Regions from separate parts of the Sus scrofa genome. Here all the other regions are linked to region 2. A link is a contact called in public Hi-C and targeted proximity ligation data. All regions are on one chromosome and are shown on one strand. The core of a region is the stretch at or near the end of the contact, and the rest is flanking DNA. Distances in the headings are between cores, read along the strand shown. Region 1 overlaps LOC106508926 (protein transport protein sec31-like). Region 2 overlaps SPTBN1 (spectrin beta chain, non-erythrocytic 1). Region 3 overlaps LOC106508926 (protein transport protein sec31-like).

Evidence for each region. Hi-C and Micro-C count contacts between places; a contact is called where the count stands out from the background.
Region 1: a contact with region 2 is called in a Hi-C map of skeletal muscle, with 2.5 times the contacts expected there. A contact is called at or near these places in 1 of 47 Hi-C or Micro-C datasets (skeletal muscle) and 1 of 2 datasets of targeted methods (skeletal muscle).
Region 3: a contact with region 2 is called in a targeted proximity ligation map of skeletal muscle. A contact is called at or near these places in 1 of 47 Hi-C or Micro-C datasets (heart right ventricle) and 1 of 2 datasets of targeted methods (skeletal muscle).

The regions. Positions count from the first base shown.
Region 1 is chr3:86,865,353-86,869,688 of Sscrofa11.1, reverse strand. The region is part of intron 2 of LOC106508926 (protein transport protein sec31-like); the gene reads right to left. Among named protein-coding and RNA genes, the nearest start is that of C3H2orf73, 56 kb to the left of the region's middle.
Region 2 is chr3:86,618,061-86,622,405 of Sscrofa11.1, reverse strand. It overlaps SPTBN1 (spectrin beta chain, non-erythrocytic 1), which reads left to right. Exons shown (of 36, transcript XM_021088218.1): 17 at 379-581. Among named protein-coding and RNA genes, the nearest start is that of EML6, 83 kb to the right of the region's middle.
Region 3 is chr3:86,799,740-86,803,750 of Sscrofa11.1, reverse strand. All of the region lies in intron 2 of LOC106508926 (protein transport protein sec31-like), which reads right to left. Among named protein-coding and RNA genes, the nearest start is that of SPTBN1, 17 kb to the right of the region's middle.

The sequences.
Region 1 (4,336 bases), core at 1,164-3,663, 250 kb before region 2:
CAAGACCAGACAGGGCTCCTGACGTTCTTGGGAACTCTCTGGAAGCCTTGAGAGGTGAGGCCCAATCCCCAGAGAGACGGTCTACTGGTCAGCTTTGGCCACACTCTGGGCCGCCTGCCAAGGGAACTGTTTTTATTGTTCCCAAATGTCACTCCACCCAAGGCAGAATTTTCAAAGATTCCTTAGATGAATGGATTGCTCCTTGTTTTCTGAAGTGTGTTATGACAGGCATTTGATCTGTGCCTCTTTTGTAATTCAGGAAAAATTCCTCAGGGCCTAGAGGATGACCTTTAACACAGAGCAGCGGACACTGTTATTCCTTTCCAGACAGTTTCATGGTCTCTGATGGGTGGAGAGAGACATTTTCTCACAGATGTATCCATGTTTTGGCCATTCAAGGAGGAAGAAAAAAAATCCATCACTGTTCTGAACATTTCCTTGTTGGATTTTGAGCCTCCCAAATAGGAAAACGGGGAGGGTTGAGATTGAGAAAAATACTAAACTGGGCCAGAGCCCCCATGGAGTGAGAGGTGCCATGCAGCAGGGCCTAGGGGCTGACAGCCTTCACTAGGGTCTGGCTTCTGTTGGGTTTTTAGGGGAAAGTTAGGCCTGTCTTCTTTCACACCCTCAAAGCCCCACAGCCATCTAGGCTGGGAAAGGAGGTGGAAACATTCGGGCCTGGCATCTGCTCTGGCCCTGGCTCTGAAGGGAGCAGAGGGTGCACTGATGTGTCCAATCCCACGTTCCTACTGGCTCTGGGGAAAGGGCTCGACCCCTCCCCACCTTCCTTCCAGAGCAAATGCAACAGTCTGGAAATTTTGAGCAGAGAGGCTGGGGGCCTGCAGGAGTCACACCTGCTTTCACAGTTGTCTGCTTCTTGCCTCTAGTAAATTTCAGACATGCTGGTGGTGGGTGAGGGCCGAGGCAGCCGTGTTGGTGTCTCTTGGGAGGACAACATCAGTGCCAGAAATACAGTGGCTTTGCCAGGAAGCTAATCCCACACTGTGGGTGGGCACGGGTGTGGGCCCAAGCAGCCTGCTGCCTGGGGAGCAGCTGTGCTGGCTGCCATGGGAAAAGCTGAGTCTAGGGAAGCAGGAAAGCAGGTTTCCGAGTTCCAGCTCAGTCACTTGCCAGCTGTGTGACCTTGAGAATGTCACCTAACCTCTCATTCCTTCATCTGCTCTAGGATGATAATACGAAGAGCTACATCAGTCTGTCATAGTGAGGAAGGAATGAGATAATGCATGTAGAGTGCTTGGTAAACAATAAGAGCTGCTAACATGTTTGAGGGTGCTGTGCACCTGGTACTGTTCCATGAACTTCACACGTCTTAATGGAATCCTCACCAACTCTTTGAAGTAGGTTACTGTTATTATATCCATTAAAATGGGGTAACAGATAAGGAAAACGGGGCTCAGAGATATTAAGCAACCCGCCTCTGGCTGAACTGTTACTATGCAATGGAGCTGGTGGTCACACCCATGCAGTCGGATTCCAAGCCTACCCTCTTATCTTAGCAATAACATTATAATGTGGGAAACTTCCATGTGCATCTTCAGCTTCAAGGCTTCCTTCCTCCTTAACCTAGTATTTCCTCAGTTGCTATGATCTGTGGAGTCTAATAATGTCTTATATATGTGCTCTTATTTTTATCCTCTCAAACTTATTGTGCTGGTTTTAAAACAAGACCTGAATTTTTTGATATTTTTACTGAGAGGAGTCTGTGTCCCCTCCTCTTGAATCTAAGTGGGCTTGTGACTGCTTAGACCAATAGACCAAGGCTGAAATGATGACATCAGATTTCCAAGGCTAGGTCACAAATGGCCATAGTCCACTGAGCCACCCTGTAAACAGTTTGACTTCCCTGAGGCTGCCATGCAGGGAAGGCCCCTCGCAGGTATTCCTACCCTTCCTGGGCTGAGCCCAGCCTTCCAGTTTTCTCTTACAAGGTGCCAGATAGATGAGTGAAAAACATCTTGGGAGGGGCTCCTGCCACTCCAGCTTTCCCAGTCCCTGCCATCCAAGTCATCCCCATCTTTCCAGAGGAGGTCTCAGATTGGGGAGCAGAGATGTGCCATGCCCACTGTGTATAATAAAATGATCATTATCACTGGCCACTAAGTTTGGGGTCATTTACTGCACTGCAGTAGATAATTGGAACACTCATTATGTTCCAAATCAGACTCATCCCTGCCTGCCAAGTTCCCCATCCCTTATTTCTGCCTTTCAGTTAATGGCATCATAGGTTACCCAATGGGCTAGAGACTTTCACATTCCATCTCCGGTTAGTCACTGAGTTTTTTTTCATCCATCTGTTTCCTGTTTCCTATTTCCACTGCCTCTGCTTTACTGAGCTCAGGACTCATCATCCACTAATCCACAGGCAATGGTCCCCAACTGACCTGCCTGCCTGTAGCTTCTCGTACCCTGGGCATTCTCTGTACTTCGGCTGGATTTGCTCTTTGCAGACCCCTCTGAGTCTGATGAGTCTCAGCTGGAAACCTACAAGCTCCCCACTGCTGCCAGAAGGACTTATAAGAACGTCACAGCCAGGCAGCCTCCCTCTAACCAACCATGCCCCTGCCCAATGCCCTGTGCTCACACCTGGAGCTACTCACTCTTTCCAGGATATCCAGGTGTGTTCATGCTTCTGTGCCTGTACCCCATATTGTTCCTTCTGCCCAGACTGCCCATGCCTTCACACCTCCCCCACGTTTGTAACATTTTTTTTTAATCCCGCCAAGGCCTAGCTCAGATATCACCCTCTTTAAGCACCCCCTTCACCTACTCCCGGCAGAACAAACTGTTCCTTCCTGTACATCCCAGTTTCCAGTTTGCGTGTCACTTTGGAACAGGTACTTGATGTTTATTTGTCTCTACACTCTGCACCTCCAGGGCCTGCTGTGTCGCCTGCCTGGCATACAATATGTGCTCTATCAGTGCTTCTAGGATTTCCACTGCTGCCGCCCCTATTCAGAAACTAATCTCCACCTTAGTAGAATTTGTCTTCTTAAAATACAGCCCCCAACAGGCCACCTTTCTCTCAAAAATGTAGGTGGCTCTCCACTGAATGAAAACAGAACTCCTTAGCATGGCATCTATGGCCTACACGGATGTCTGTGGGCTAAAGGAGACTTAGTATAATGGCTGAGTAGTTAAAGTTACCCATTAAGTTGGGTGGGTGTTGCCCACCTCTGCTTCTGACCTTCTCTCCCCTTGTCTGTACCCACATATTCTCCAGAATGGCACGTCCTCAGTTTTTTAGTTTCTACTCATATATTTATCTTCCTGATAGTCTCTTTCTCTTGGACAATGTCTATCCTTCATCCTTCCATTCCTGCCATCAAGTCTCCATATCAAGTCTCAGGAGTGCCCAAGAGGATGTCAGACAGCAAGTTCACTTTATTGCCCACTGCCAAGGCAATGGCTTATAGACACTTGACATCAGAAGTATCAGGTTAAAATGGATGGACCTAGAGATTATGATACTGAGGTAAGCCAGACAGAGAAAGACAAATATCATATGATATCACTTATGTGTGGAATCTAAAAAAAATTATATAAATGAACTTATTTATAAAACAGAAATAAACTTAGAGACATAGAAAACAAACTTACGGTTACTAAAGGGGAAAGGAAAAAGGGATACATTAGGATTAAAATATACACACTATTATATATAAAATAGATAACCAACAAGGACCTACTCTATAGCACAGGGAACTCTATTTTGTAATAACCTATAAAGGAAGAGAATGTAAAATATATGTATTTATACACATATATGTATAATTGAACCACTTTGCTATATACCTATCATTTGCTATATACCTGAAACTAGCATAACATTGTGAATCAACTATATTTCAATAAAAAATTTGTTTTACATATTGGCTCTTTTGCTTCTTCTCCAATTATCTCACCTTGCATTTTACTATGCAACATGCCTCTTGCCGTGCTCTTTTCTTATACTCTCCATAGTAACTGGTTTTATAGTTCTGTCTGAGCATTTCTTGCTCCACACTGTTTAATTCTTACAGATGGGATCTTAAAATGCTGAAAATGAACATCTTTTCTTTTTTTTTTCTTCTCATTCTATTATGAGATGTTTCAAGCAATTATATACCCATGTACTGGGAGTCCTATTTAAATAAAACAAGGTATTTTAAGTAATTAAGTTTGCATTATCTGGTTAAGAAATGATCTTTAATAATTGCTGGGACATTCACAGTTCCTTTGGTCATTAATGGAATGGCAAGTAAAAAGAAAAACCATCTCATGGCAAAAGGAGCATAAGGATTTTAATATTTTAAGTAAAGAAAAAAACAATGCTTAG
Region 2 (4,345 bases), core at 181-2,680:
AGGGTGGTCACCAGCATCGGGTTGATAATCGCTCTTAAAAGCTTTGGACTGAAGGTCTGTCACTCTTGCCTTACAGGCACACCAGCCGACCCTTGTGGCTACTGCACAAGCCTTTGTGTATGTCCCTCACTCATTTTGGGAAAAAAATTTAGAGCCATTAACCACTTAGGGAAATTTCAGTCACTTTTAATCCTCTGGGATTCTTCTCCTTCCCAGCTTTATGTTATCTGACTCCGTAGATAACTTCATTTAAGTGTAATGAAGGACATGTTGCATGGAAATGTAGGACGTAGGAAAGAGCGCTTTTGTTATTCTGAAATCGAGTTGTAGTTCGAGTTCTCATCCTGCTGCTATTGTGTTTTTTCCTTTTTAAATAAGGAGTATGTCTTGGCCCATACTGAGATGCCCACCACCTTGGAAGGGGCTGAAGCAGCTATTAAAAAACAAGAGGACTTCATGACCACCATGGATGCCAACGAGGAGAAGATCAATGCAGTCGTGGAGACCGGCCGCAGGCTGGTGAGCGATGGGAACATCAACTCGGATCGCATCCAAGAGAAGGTGGACTCCATCGATGACAGGTATGGTCCTGAGGTCCTTAAGGGCTTCTTGCAACCTGGGACTCTCCTGCGTCGGAATCATTGGCTCAAGTCACATGTCTGAATCACTGGTCAGTGTCCTTGGGGCTGTGGTTATAAATTCCCCATTGGGCAGGATTTGGGCACCTAGCAAAATTTAATCTACTCGGGAAAAGAAAGCCTGAGAAATAGAACCAATCCTTAACCTTAAGGCGTGTGACATGAGCAGCCGTGTGGTGTAAGCTGTGCGCTTTGAGAAGTGACACACAACATGTCACCCAGTAGGACCTCAAGAGCCAAGCGCTTCCCCAGCCAAGCCCACACTCAGCTTTATCCACACGTGCCTCTTCTGAGGCCCTTCAGGAGGAAGTGGGGAGAGAGCAAGGTTTGCTTGTCCTGGCTGAGCCACAAAGGAACATCATCAGGCCTTAGAAAATTGGCTTGGACAGTGCTGTAATGGGATCTTTTTCATAATAAGAGCAAAGACCCTTTCCGCCTTCTACTGGAGTCTCTCTAAGATTAGATGCTTTTATTTTATTTCTTTGCAGCTCTAAAAAGATTTTTCTCCTTAACTGAAGGCCAGTGTTCTCTGTTAGCCCCTTACCCTCTCACTTGGCCTTGGTTACCATTAAAGTAGGAGATCTGGGCAGATCTGACTTGGATGCACCGGCCTGGGCTGGTTTTGAGCCCACCACTTCTTGTCTGAGTGTGGCTTATCTGGGTCAGCCACTAGTCTCTGTTCCAGCTGATTTCTGATCCCAGTTTAGGCCGGATTTAAGGTCTCATTGTGAGACTGATGTCATCGAGAAACAAGCTCTTCCCCAAGGCTTCTCTGGCCTCCAAGTGCAGTGAAGAGGAAGAACTTCTTGCAGAGAGCAATTCCTTACTTAACCACATCCAAGAGGGTCTCCTGGGACCCTGAGCCAGATGAGCTTTTTGTGATACACAGTGGAGAGGGGAATTCATTCCTCTTTCCCCGTAAGGATTGAGTTCCTGGCTTTAGGCAGTCTGTCTTCTGCTCCGATTCAGATCCTAAACCTTGTGCTCTAAGGGTAGTACTATGGAATAGGGTATGAGGTATATTAATTATAGTCTTGCATCCATTGTTTTTAAAAGAGCTCCAAAAAAGAAAAAAAAAAAAATCTCTTTACCAAACCCTTCATACTGAGTGTGAGAAACAAGGATTGGGCAGGACATTCTTCACCTGGAGAAAAGAATTTCTTTTTCTCCTAATGTTAAATCTCTTGTTGTTTTGTAAACAAGGTACCCCACATCCCTCGGTGTTAGGTGCACACAGCCAGTTTCCTGGGGGCAGGCTGGGCCGTTGGGGACACGTGTGTTGAGGCCGGCATGCAGCTGCCTGGCAGCTTCCTCGGTTTGTTTATCTGTCCCTCGGTGCTGCAGCTGCAAGGGCTTGTTGGGAACAGGTGGTGTTGTCAGGACCGGAGACTCCTGGATATGAGAGAGCATTTCAGCAGCTCTCAGTTGTGGCCTAACCTTCCTTTTGCCCTTGACTCAGAGCGGGGCTCCTGGGGTTCCAAGACCTCCTGAGGATTTCTGTTGTTAACAGCCGTGGAAAGAAGATCCTTTACTATCCATAAGGGAGGAGGGACAGGGCTTTCCATTGATATCTGCCCTTGGAAGGACTACATTTTCTTATCTTTCTCAGCTGGTGTTGACCAAATTCTGGTTTCCCTTTAATATCCCCAGAGGCTTCCAGATCTGAAACTGACTCCTGGGGATACTGGTCTGTTATAAAAATATACAAATCTGATTTTCCAGGTGGTGTCAGGGCACAAGCTAAGTAAATATCTAAACCTTCAGATCTGATCCTCATCCAGAAACACTCTGACGTTCCCGTGAAGCTATTTTTGTAGAAGGCAAAATCATTATAATATGCTTACGGTCCGGAAATCTCGTCAATTACCCCTGAGTTTGTGGAAATGAAAAATACTAGAACAAAGACACCAACTCTTCAGCAGTGTGGGTGGGGTGTGAGAGGCCCTTAAAGTGCTTGCGGCTGGATGGAAAGGCGCCTCCTGCCCAAGCCCACTCGGGGGTGCAAACAGGCAAGCTTCTTGGCTCAGAGGAAAATTCCAGCCACAGTGCAGTCCTGGAAGAAAAGGAAAAGTGTCCAGTTTCATAAAGGCAGCCCCTATCTCACATAGGAAAAAGAAGCTTAAAAATTATCCACCCGCTTTATTCAGGACCTGTGACTCTTACTTTCCACAAGAACCAGAGTTAAGCCCTGCATCTGCTTCATGTGAGGAGATGCTTTGGAGTCTCATGATTGGAGTAGGAAGTGAGCGATGGGAAGAAAGCAAAAGATGCAAGCTCACCCCAGACAGAGAGCGCTCTTATTAGGGCTCTGTAATAAATGCCACCAGATGGAACCTTGAATGTATCTCTTACATAATCAAGACTCACACGCGCCCCATGGGTTTCTACCTGGACAGCTTTTCTTCAGCAGAAGACAGACCGGCTAAAGCCAGGAACTCAATCCTTACGGGGAAAGAGTAATGAATTCCCCTCTCCACTGTGGGAACCGATGGTCAAGTTCCCTCTAATTAAATCCACGATCCAGCCTTGAAAGACCTTCCCGGGTTTCACTTCCTCTGGAAGCCCCTGGGTAAAGCCATGCTCACTTCTCTCCAGGGTTTTGTGAGTCAGCAGCAGTCTTCACTGTCTGGGTAGCTGTTGTTCACGCCACAGAGCACATCGCTCAGAGGCCTTCCCCATGCCCTCCCGATCCGTGTCACTTGGACCCTAACTCACCCCTTGGCCTGTGCTTCCTTCATGGCACTACTGGGAGAGAAAAGTTGTCCAGGTGGAAATCCATGGGGCCCGTGTGAGTCTTGATTATGTAAGAGATACATTCAAGGTTCCATCTGGTGGCATTTCTCTCTTAGTGAATTTTCTCAGTGTTTGAAGTTATTTTTACTTCGATTATTTCTGTGAGCTTCCAGGTTGCATGTCCTTTTTTAACTGATTCCTCCCCGCCTTCGTAGCATTTTCTCCTGATGCCGGGGAAGGGAATGGGATCTTTTGTTCAAGGGCTTTGACTGAAGGCAGGACTCTTGGATTTTATGCCTTGACTTCAGCTCAAGTTACCTTCCTTCTGATGGTTCACTTTATTTTTCTTAAACCTCCCTACAAATAGTGACTGGAATTTGAGGGTTGGGAACTTGAAGAACTTTTCTCGACATTCCTTCCCCACCCACATTTTTAGATGACTGATTCTTTTAGTCCAAAAATCACTAACAGTCTTTAAAAACTTTTTTAAAATTTTTGATCTCTGAGAAAGGAAAACACTGAAGTAAAGGGACTTTGGCCCTTATTTTTGTTATAAAAGCAACGGTATTAAAAATGGGGGGGCGGGTCACATAGAAACTACTACCTTTTGATCTCATCCTTCACACCTGTCATTTTAGTTTTGGCTTTCCAGTCTGTGCCTTGGAGTTTATATCACTGGCTATGCATAAACCCTTTTCATTTAGCATATTACATAAGTAGCAGTTTTCTATTTCTGCATTTGCCTAAGTGGTATAAACATATTAAGATTCTTCTCCCAGAAACTTGAGAACCCCTTTCAATTTAAAAAGAAAAAAGTCACCCTGTGTATCAAATGTATTGAACAATTCCTGGACAGTATTGCTTCCATTCACATCACTCCCTGTGTTCTGTGGTTGCTGGTACCTGCAGACGCCGAAGGCATTTCCCTTCGGTCCCCAGGCAGATTGTAGCTGCAGTACTGCCACTGTCCCTTG
Region 3 (4,011 bases), core at 316-2,815, 180 kb before region 2:
GATTGTTGGTAAATGTATTGATTGATGTCATGTTTTTATTTTTATTTTTTTATTTTTTGCTCTTCAGGGCTGTACTTGTGGCTTACAGAAGTTCCCAGGCTAGGGGTCAAATGAGAGCTGCAGCTGCCAGGCTACACCACAGCCATAGAAACACAGGATCTGAGCCATGTCTGCAACCTATACCACAGCTCATGGCAATGCCAGATCCTTAATCCATTGGGCGAGGCCAGGGATCGACTCTGTATCCTCATGGATACTAGTCAGGTTTGTAACCTGCCGAGCCACAATGGGAACTGCTGATATCATGTTTTGCGGCAAGTTTGCAATATCAAAGTTGATCCAGAAATTTTTCTCCTGGGAAGGTAACCTAGAAACACTTACATAAGTACACAAAGACAAATGTTCATGGATGATGATAATTGCAGCATAGTTCCTAACAGCAAAAACTGGAAACAAACCACTAAAAAAATGAGGTAGAAATCTATGTACTCATACAGAAAGTGTTCTAAGATATGGCAATAAGTAAAAGCAGAAAGTTACAAAAATGGTATGAAAAATGGAGCCTTTATATGCAAGGAAAAAAATCTAATATGTCATTAGAATGTAAATACTGGTTATTTCTGGGAATGGCATTTTGTACCACCCTCTGTTTCTCCATATATTTGTAATATTTGATAGCATATTAAAGGTAAAATAAAAGCAGTTTTTAAAAAATAATGGTATGAACATCACTGAAGAAGTTCTTCTGCCAAACATGTTAAATCTGAATCTCAACATGAGGAAACAATCCCAAAAATTCAAATTGTGTAACCTTCTACAAGACAACCAGCTCAGACTCCTCAAATTTATCAGTGTTACGAAAAATGGGAAAAGACTGTTCTAGATTAAGAATAACTAAAGAGAGCCAGTAACTACATGCAATGTGTGATCTTTGACTGGATCCTGAATACATTAAAAAAAAACATTATAATGGGCTTTTTAGGACCCAATTGTCTTGGTAAATCTAAGTGAAAGAACAGGACTTCTACAACATACTTTGCAAAATATTTTATAGGAAATGTCTATAAAACTGAAATGCATTGTGCCCTCCATGCTAGGTGATCCCATGGGTACACTGTCTCATTTAATCTTGGTTATTTATAGGAGGGGAAGATGACTTCCCATTGTCATTCAAACTCAAATTATTACTATCACTGCTGAAGGATACTAATATATTCAGTTCTAGAATGTCTTATCTCACATGGATTTCCAATTCATGCCTAGGTGCCAACTAGGATTTATTATGAAGTGGAAGAATTTCACTGCTGGAGGGTATCTTTCAGGTTACAAAGGCTAAACCCTCACGAGCTGACAGATGAGCAAAAGGAACCAAGTTGGCCCATAGTCAGTTAGAAGAAAAACTAGGTTTGTAAATCTTGCCTTCAAATTTAGTAAAACCCTAACGATCTATTTAACCCTTGCCGAAACATCGACAAGGGGCTAGGCATCATAGTGGCCTGCCTTGAGATGGGCCCCTTTTTCAGGGGAAGAGGCATAAAACTTGGAGAGAAATTGCATGACAGTCCTCAAGGTTCGGCGAGCCTCTTAGCACTTGTGATAATGCAGGCAGGCTGCTGAGTCCAAGCCGAACCCAGATGTGCCCTTTGCTTGACTTTTTTATTACGTAAGAAAGCACTAGGCATTCAAGCCAACACTTTTTTCTCTCTAAAAATATTCAGGAGAGAAAAGCGACTGCTTATGGAAGGTGGATAACAAAAGAGTCCTAAATCCTGTTATCTTCCCGATAAACATTTCCTTCCCAACATTCCCAGCGGGCCTCATCCCATCTGGTAGAATGATAGGATAGAGATTAAATCATTTTTCCTTTATGGGAATGTTTGTACCTCCTTCTTGCCTGGACTAAAACTCCAGATTTACATCCTCTATGTTATAGTTCCTTCTGAAAATCATCTCCCGATCTACACGGTGAATTTAAGAAAATTGAAAAGCCCGTCTCTGTAAGAGGATTTTCCTGGCTGGCTCATGCTGACTCCTCAGGTGCCAGTGGAATGTTCTAAAATGTGATGGTGAGAGTGTCATTTCAGGTAGTGGGGCAGGTATGGGGGCAGGTCAGGCAAAAGGCTCTAGAGGGCCCAGGTGAACACTGTGAACGTTTGTAGAGGTAACCCAAGTCAAAGAGGTGGAAGAACACGTGCAATGTCAAGTCAGGAGGCTAGTGAGATGGCTAAGACAAGGGTTTGGAACTGAATGGAAATGGGCTTGTAGGACAGAGAGTTCAGAGCCGGGCAAGAGGTTCCTGGCTATTCCCAGATTCAAGTTGGCATGTGTGGCTTGCCATTTGTGGCTGGCAGGGACTGGTGTCCAGAGGTGGCCAGGATCAGGTGGACACGGAAGAGCCACTGGTCAGTGAACAACAGGTAAGAGCACCAGGGTCTCCATTTGGGTCTGGAGTGAAAACTGGATCCCCACATCCAAGGAGATCAGCAGGATGTGAAGTCAAGGACGAACATGTTGCTCCAATAATCCAGTTTGACAAATCAAGGGAAGAGGAAGAATGCAACATGAAGCCAGGGATAACAGGCAGCCAAGATGGCCAGTGCTGGGGTGGGATGGGCTGGAGTGATGCCAGGGTCAAAGGTTGGACAGGACAGCCACTCTTCATTCTGCTCCTGCTGCTCTGAATAGGAAGTGTCTTGTACCATCATCAAAAGTTCCACCAAAAATGTTATTTACTCTCTTCCTTCAATTAACTGGAATTAAGAAGAAGAAAGGAAATATTTGCTTAATGGGGAAGAATGTATTTGTGTTGACAGGTAGTTTGAGTTAAAAGGAACTCCAGAATTTGAATCCTGCAAGCCTTCCTACTGAAATGTGCTTGGGCAGCAGGAATGAGGGAATACAGGCATAAGGACTGGATGTAATTAGTTTCAGTGGGTTCTCCAGCTGACTTATTGGGGATCCATGGGTCAGATCAAGGTATTCTCTTTAGAAAAACTCTGTGAGAATGCACTCATTTGGGAGAGGGTGGGTAACATGTTAAAACTCAAGCTTTTACAGCTCAGCTCAAAAACATTTATGCTTAAGCCTGGAGAGACTGAAACAAGGATGCTTGGGTTCTAAGGAAGCTGAGGTTCCCAGCAGAGAAGCCTGAGAACACAGGGTACCAACAGGGCAGGGCACAAAGGGAGGATGCTCCCTGGGGGTGCTCCAGAGCCTAAGCAGAGGAGGTAAAGGGTGGGGCCAGCTGATAGGATGCCAGTGCACCTACTTTTACCCCAACTTCTCCCACAGTAGGACCACCTTCGTCTGTTTTGCACATTGGCTTCTTGTGATTTTCTTCCATTTGGCTTTAGATAACTTGAAAACCACCACTTCATACCAACAGCACTGTCCATGTCCATGTTCTCAGCTCTGTATTATATGACATCTTAGTTATTCATGTAGGATCCTCTTCTCAAAGAGTTTACCGTCTCTCTGGAAATCCCAGTTTTTCCTAATGGTAAAAAGGAGAGAATATAGGGTAGCACTTAAGTGCTAAGTGTTAGGGGCTAGAAGTGGATCACAATTGCCAGTAAAAAGAGATCCTTGGGTTATGGAGATGAGGGGCCATGTCGAAAAGGTATAGAAATTTACACACACACACACACCCCAAAAATGGCCGTTGAGTTGAACCTTAAGATGAGGATCTGGAAAAGTGGGGAGGATATTCCAAGCCATGAGAACAGCATGAGCAAAAGAATAGCGTTAGGAATGCTCAAGGCCAGTTTGGAAAATAGTAGACAGAGAAAACATATGGATGACAGACAGTGTTTTCCATTTTCTAAATTACTTCTTCAGACTGTATCCTGAGCAAGAACAATTTCCTGTGGTTTATAAATAGGTCCCAGTTATTTTAGTAGAATGTAACACTGATGATCATTCATGGAATGTTCCACAAAGACTTCAGTTTTCAAGGGCCAGGAGAAAATGTATGAATGTGTAAGAAATGGTGCAGCACATGAAACATCATAA